Regions from separate parts of the Hordeum vulgare genome. Here region 2 is linked to region 1. Evidence: chromatin contacts called from public Hi-C data. All regions are on one chromosome and are shown on one strand. Each heading gives the region's core, a stretch centred on a gene start, on an enhancer-like site or on the middle of the called end of the contact. The rest is flanking DNA. Distances are from core to core; before and after follow the strand shown. Region 1 holds the start of LOC123444358 (proline-rich receptor-like protein kinase PERK9). Region 2 holds the start of LOC123444359 (serine/threonine-protein phosphatase 7 long form homolog).

The links. Hi-C and Micro-C count contacts between places; a contact is called where the count stands out from the background.
Region 2: a contact with region 1 is called in a Hi-C map of seedling, with 3 times the contacts expected there. The contact joins the promoter of LOC123444359 here to the promoter of LOC123444358 in region 1. A contact is called at or near these places in 2 of 6 Hi-C or Micro-C datasets (leaf and seedling) and 1 of 1 datasets of contacts at active chromatin or transcription factors (embryo).

What each region holds. Positions count from the first base shown.
Region 1 is chr3H:477,313,703-477,317,298 of MorexV3_pseudomolecules_assembly, forward strand. LOC123444358 (proline-rich receptor-like protein kinase PERK9) reads left to right here and starts at 1,714. Exons shown (of 8, transcript XM_045121048.1): 1 at 1,714-2,633; 2 at 2,739-3,146; 3 at 3,268-3,351; 4 at 3,444-3,514. The coding sequence starts at 1,742.
Region 2 is chr3H:477,623,822-477,627,417 of MorexV3_pseudomolecules_assembly, forward strand. LOC123444359 (serine/threonine-protein phosphatase 7 long form homolog) reads left to right here and starts at 1,982. Exons shown (of 4, transcript XM_045121050.1): 1 at 1,982-2,178; 2 at 2,903-3,168; 3 at 3,273-3,596. The coding sequence starts at 2,914. It overlaps LOC123441889, which reads right to left and starts at 1,622. Exons shown (of 4, transcript XM_045118072.1): 1 at 1,347-1,622; 2 at 1-1,209. The coding sequence starts at 1,622.

The DNA.
Region 1 (3,596 bases), core at 464-2,963:
TCTGCATCAATCGATTCATACAACTATCTTTATTAATTATTCAACATATGACCTTGTCCTTTGTTATCCTACATTCAAAAAAAGGCGATAACGTCTCGACGCGACTGCTCACAGTTTGTCTTTGTCTTTTGCTTTCACTATTACTTCCTCCACACCAACCCCATGGTTGTGACGTCGACGCCAAGAAAAAGGTTATGAACGACCGCTTGACCTATAAGAGGGTATGGTCTATTCATTTCTTATTCACTCGTTCGTGTGATGGTCGTATTTACCGTGTAGATAGGCGTTCCAGTGTTATATTTGATAGTGTTCATATGTTTAGATACCGGCATGAGCTTCATACTGTCAATACCATATTCATGATTCATTTAGGGATTAACTCAACCTAAAAAGTGCTAATATACCCGGCTATATAACAACACCCGCTCTACTCCCGAAGCAAGACATGGCATGATCGAAATGAAAACTCGTACCGACGTCACATCCCTAGTTAGTACTGTATTCGTACCGCCTTTTGCCTTAATAAGAAAACCGCGTAGTAGTGTTTTTCCAGCCAGGGTCAACAAACGGCAAAACGTAGGCAACAAAAAGGTCACCCGAAATCCCAAACCTTGAAAGCCCCACCCCACCTCAAAGCGCACCAGGCACCAAAAGAAGCTCTCCACTCAGCCATGCATCCAGCCGTCAGCGTCGCCCTCAGCCCTCAGAGCATCGTATCGTACCCAGTAAACAAGCCAGCCACGCCCTCCACCGTCGCACGCTGCCGCACAGGATGAACCGCGCTCGCCGCGAGCACAAAGAAAACAAGCCAGCCGCCACTTGCTTCGTGGCTCCGCCCGGCAGGCCGGCCTCGTCGCGGTTTCTTCCCGGTTTCCACCGCCCGCGAGCGGCGAGGGCCGGGCCCGCTAGCGACAATCTGCACGGGAAATGCCCAAATTTCTAGTGGTACTACTCTTTTTTTTTTTGCCCGGCTCGGCTCCCTATGCTATGCTGCTGTACTGTAGTACCGCTACTGCTTGCTCCTCGAAGTCCAGCTATTTCCCATATGGACCTGGCACCAACCCCTCACTCCTCCCCCGAGAAAGAAAACAATATTATTATAGACTTTGTTTTCTGAGCGGAGAAGAAAGAAGGAGAAAAATAGAGGGAGGGGGAGAAAATTATACTAGTAGCGCTACTAGTGCTAGTGCTACTGATGCTCTCGCTCTCTCTCTCTACTGTCCAGCCAGGCAGCCACGGACACCAAGGCAGGCAAGGGCAGGGACGGGAGGAGCCAGAAAGAGATGAGCTCGGCGTCCTGCTGAGGTGAGGTGAGCTCAGCCGAGGCGAGAGAGAGAGAGAGACGAGCGGTGCGCGGTGCGGTGCTGCATTGCATTGGGCGACAAAGGATCGCCTTCCCGCGGAGGGACTCGGATCTCGGCCTCGCCGCCCGACGAGCCGAGCTCCGCGGCCGCCCCGTCTGCCGCGCGTGATCTGCCGCCACTTGCGTGGGCGGGAGGATTCGGATCTCAAGCCGCGCTCCCTCTACGTCGCTGTCGGGAGAGGGAGAGCAGGCCAGGGTGGGTGGCAGCTTCCTTCCATTCAAGCGGTGGTTCGCGCAGCTGCTTGGTTGGGGGCGAGCGGCCGGGCGGGAGATCTGGCCGTCGGCGTGGACCTGCAGATCCCCTGCCTGCCACCGCCAGCGCGCGCCCGCGCCTCGCTGCTGTCGAGCTACTTGCGGAGGGCGGCGGTGGTGGTGGGGATGGGCGGCTACGCGGATCCCTTCATGCCTCCGCAGCCGGCGTCCTCGTCCTACGCCGTGCCGCAGGGCGGGCATGGCCAGCCGCAGCCCGCGCCGCGCCCGCCGGGCTGCCCCTACTCCTCCTCCGCCTCGGCCCCGCCGGTTTCCACGTCCTACCATTCTTTGCCCCCCGCGGCGTCCCCTCCGCCGGTGAGTAGCCCCCCTCCGGCCTCCCCGCCACCCGAGACATTGCCGTCGCCTCCCCCAGCATTGCCTTCGTCGCCTCCGCCGCCGGCATTGTCGCCTCCGCCGCCCGACGCGCCCCCTCCGTCGCTTCCGCCGCCGTCCCCGTCGCCCTCACCGCCTCCTGCCGAGGTTCTGGCGCCACCGCCGCCGATGGCGGCCGACCAGCCACGCGTACAGCCCCGCGTGTACCCGTCGCCGCCGCCCCCGTCCCTCCCCCCGCCGCCGCCAGTAGTCCTCTCGCCACCAGCTCCGCCTCCATCCCACCCACCATCGCCATCGCCATCGCCTGCTCCAGCTCCAGCACCCACGCCGGTTAAGGCATATTCGCCTCCCCCGCCAAGAATTTCATCTTCCCCGCCGCCGCCCCCGCGCCATCATACTAAGCCACATTATGCGCCGCCACGCTCGCCTGCGAGGCCACACTCAAACTCGACTCGCTCAAACGGCAGCGGCAAAAACATCGAAATATCGAGGGAAACTGCCACCACCATTGTAGCAATTGCCGGTCTTGCAATGCTCAGCTTCATCGGTGCCACCATTTGGCTTGTCAAGAAGAAGCGACGGCGGGCAGAGCCTCCTCCAGTGCTGCCGACACAGCAGCAACCAGCTCCCCCGCCGCCGCCGCCCAATTACATTCCCTCGTCTGCTGGATCCTCACTAGCATCAGGTACAAAACATAAACGCCTGAGTGTTAAATGTAGTATATCTATATCCGCATTTTCTGAATTTAGCCATCCTAGACGATGCTCATTACAGTATTTGTGTTGGCCAGATGGATTCTACTTACGATCACCGGGCTATCCCTTCATGAGGTCCAGTACTGGAAGCCATGGGTTCCCGTACTCGCCGGCCGACTCCGGGATAGGGTACTCGAGGATGCTGTTCACGCCGGAGAATTTGGCAGGAATCTCAAATGACTTTTCGGATGAGAACCTTTTGGGAGAAGGTGGATTTGGGTGTGTGTACAAGGGTATCTTGCCAGATGGTCGCCCTGTGGCTATCAAGAAGCTCAAGATTGGGAATGGGCAGGGAGAGCGTGAGTTCAGGGCCGAAGTTGATACTATCAGCAGAGTACATCATAGACATTTGGTTTCATTAGTAGGCTACTGCGTATCAGAGGGCCAGCGCATGCTTGTATATGATTTTGTTCCCAATAACACACTTTATTATCATCTCCATGGTGAGAAATCCTTGTCGATCATAGTGGTTCCGTTTTTTGCATCAATCAATTTTAGCTTCAGTGGAAGCAGCTAGATTGCTCATCTGTTACCTGGTCATTAACCATGCTCATGAAATTTCAGTAAATGAAGTACCACTTGATTGGCGTACGAGGGTCAAGATTGCGGCCGGAGCAGCTCGTGGAATTGCTTACCTGCACGAAGATTGTAATGCTTTATGTTATGACTAAAGTGTCTCTTCTCATTAATCCCCTGAAGTAGTGTGGTGTTCTAAGTTTTGCTCTATTTGTATTCATCAGGTCATCCTCGGATTATTCATAGAGATATTAAATCATCTAATATTTTATTGGATAACAACTTCGAAGCTCAGGTATGCTTTTACTTGGTGTATTAGTTCCAGGATCCAATTGTTGTTATGCGATTTTTAGTTGTATGTTTTTCTTCTAAAATTC
Region 2 (3,596 bases), core at 732-3,231, 310 kb after region 1:
TTCTTTCGTTACAGAATCGTCCCAGTTATCATCATAAGCATTCTCGAGGACGACAAGTGGACATGCCATGTCCCATCCGCCACAATCACAACCCCCACCATACCTCCATCTATCTAGCAAAGATGATGGGCTGGATTCATTATCGCTTGATAATCCATGCAGACCACTCGGTGTGACCACTTTGATAGTACCAGCGGACGAACACTTCTTGTCCTTATTAAATGGGATCTGAATGACTGTTGCTGCAATCTCCAAATGAGGATAAAGATCCTCTTCAGACCATGGCCGAGATGTCGATACCTCTGGATTATGCCTTGCATCATGCTGGTGGTCAATCAGATTAATCTTCTGTGGATATTCACGAGAGACTGGTTTATCAACGACGCCACAGGATTCCGGCTGACTGGGCTCTGTACACTTGGTCTTCTCCTCGGCAGCAAAACTTCGCCTTGCGTGAGCGATATCGTACAGAACAAACTCGGTGTTGACAGAATTATTCAGAATGCCATCTTTTCCAACTTTAGAGCATAGATAGGAGGAAACCTGCATCTGGCCTACAATTGGAGGCAAACATCTGCGCTCATCTTTGGAAGACCTCCCAACAGTGCTTCCTCGTTTACCACCACTATGGAAAGTGTAAATCCGGATTAGTTCACTCCCACTCTCCCAGGACCTAGCAGAAATGGACTCTTCCGGGCCCTCGACACAAAAATCATAAAAGGGAATGCCATTTCTGGAATCACATTTAAGAACTGCTTGGAGATGAGCAGGTGATAAAGAAGCCTCCGTCATATGCCGACTTTCTCCATTTGGCAGGCAATTGGATGATGCTTGGCTCCGCTCAGTCCTCGAGAGATCACTGAGCAACGATTTGCGGGGCACGCAGTTTCTGCTGCTTGCCGGCACAACTGCAGTGTTGGGCTCTTCCTCTTCAGCAAGAGATGGGCTGCTTCTAACAGACTTGGACTTCATGATGGGGCTCAACATCTTCTTGAAAGGACTTGATCGAGCTGCTTTAGTGATGCTCTTTGTGGTGCGATTGACACATTCTGATGGACTGGTGCCATCAGAGGCGCTCTCCCTCTTTGATGGCACAGACTTATCAGGAATATTACTTGCTGGAACCCTCTGCCTCTCACCATGGTGTTTACTTTCACCAGCATATACGCCTGAGGTGAAGTCGAATTGAATTTCCACCTCCACGGAGACCTACGCGTGCACCAGAGGACACCGTTGCTGCAGACCTCCCCGAGGGCAGAGGCAGGAGGTGGCTTGCGGCTGCGCTGGAGGCAACTCCGAGGGGGAGGCGTTGCACATCCAGTGCGGGAGCAGCGGGGATGGGTTGCCCGCGTCCGGATCTCGCTGGATTCGAGCACGGACGAATCGTGCTGGTGGCCCTGGAGCTCCTGGTATCTTGAAGAGAGGGAGTTGTGAGGAAGAGAGAAGAAGGGAGAGAGAGATGCGCTGCTCATCTGCTCGTCCTGCAAGGGTCCGGACACCGACTGCGACGCGAGGTGGAGGAGGTCCGGCCGGCGCGGTCGGGAGTAGGAGGGAGCTCGGGGAAGTGGCGGCGAGCGTGGTTCTGGCTGAATCGGTCTCGGATGGGTTTTCCAGGGCCACATCTGGGTCTCAACGGTCCGTGGACTCGCCCCAAAGCAGCTGTGTGAAACGTTTTTTAACTTATTTACTGGACTGCAGGTTTATTCAGCCAAACGACAGGGACTTTTTTGTAAAAATGTTGCGACGGAAATTCCGACAGAAGCGATAGCCGCTTTATTATTATTAGGTAAAGATTAGTTAAAATTATAGTCAAAATATGACAAAAATACTCGAGCTAATAAACCAGGACGAGTTTGGTGGGAGGGTGAAACCGTAAAAGATCTTTTTTTTTTTTGAGCGGCTGCGGCTGGGGGAATCCCAAAAAAAGGCCCGTCTTTGGGCTTTGGCTTCTCCGGCCCAGAAGCTGGTGAGCCCGCTGTTTGTTGCGGAAGCAGCAAAAAAACATGTCCGGGCGTAGCACCACTCCGGGTCACGGATTCCGCGTCGCCGCCTCCACCCCTGGAAAGCAAATTTCTAGGGTTCCCTTCTCCTCTGACGGGAAGCAAAAATCTACGGGGGATCAGGACTTCAGGAGCTTGTCCTCCGCCTCCTCCGGCGCCACCTCGCCAGCCTGATTTGGTAAGCCCGCCCCACAAACCACCGCTGGATTTTACTCGCCCCCCTTGGATCTCGGTGCACGCTGTTGCCCCATTGTGCGTGCTCTGGTCTGGTGCGCAGATTATTCAAGTGCTTTGAGCAGGGGAATAGTGGGTTGATACGGATAACTGATATGTAAAGGGGGCTGTGGCACTACCATGTTCTGCTGAACCTGTTCTTGTCGAACATGTGGCCTTCTATAGGCCGAATGTTTCAATGAGAGTCCCTTTCTGTCTGAATAAAAATGGGACACTGCTACACTAGTCAGCTGCAAGCCTGTAATGCTAGTTTTGTGCCTAAAGATGAAGAAAGTTGCTCAGTCAGACTATATAGTATATACATGTCTAGGAGTTGTTTCTCCATAATAAGCAAATTTAGATTTAAGATTCAGTGTTTCAGTTGGTTATGGCAAATGGTTAGTTCTGCGAGAGCAACATTTGTAGGGGAGAATAACTCACAGTTGACAGATTAGACTGCGTTAAATATTTCTAATATAAGACGAATGCCATATCTTCTAAGCATATATATGCCTTGTTTGATTGTATATGTTTTTTTTTTTTCATTTTGTACATAGTTCCTTCCTTGTATAAGCCATGATTTTAAATCTTAACACATAGAGCAGCGCTCATGCCGTCCATTAGATTTCTTTCTAGCTGTGATCATCTATGGCATTCTGGCAACTGATCTAATGATGTTTTGTTTGCAGAGTAGTAGTCCATGTCTTCAAGGGCAAGAGGACGTGCACGTCGTGGCCGGGGCCGGGGCAGATGTTCTGTGGCAGAAAATGAAATGGATCATCATGAAACATCTGCACCTTCTACGCCGAGTACCACTTCTGATAGAGAGGACAATGTTGGGTTTACTCCCGAACAAGTCCATGTGGCTTGCTATGCAGGACCTCCGGAACCTTCATCCAGTACACTGCTCAATCCTAAGATTAACCACCGTTCAGATGCAATTTTTGGCGATCAGGTTAATCTAAGGACAATAAACTTTGTCATATTTCAGGGAAATAAGTTAGTAAAACGAGATTTTTTTTTCAATAGCACTGAGTTCTATATTCTGTACTATTGCAGGCCCTGGAGCAGTTGAAGTTGCGTCACCACAAACCCTTAAAATTTCATGAGAGGTATCGTCCTTATTTGAGGGATGCTGGATTGCTTGGGCTCTCACAAATATGCCAGAGAATGCCTCAATTGGACAAAGCCTTGATTACTGCTCTTGTTGAGCGTTGGAGACCAGAGACCCACAGCTTTCACTTGGCTTCTGGGGAGATGACAGTCACACTTCAAGATGTTGCAATGTTGTTTGCTCTTCCTATTGATGGCCGTCCGGTTTGTTCCAGTACGGATCATGATTATGGGCAAATGGTCCTTGATTGTCTAGGTCATGACCCAAGA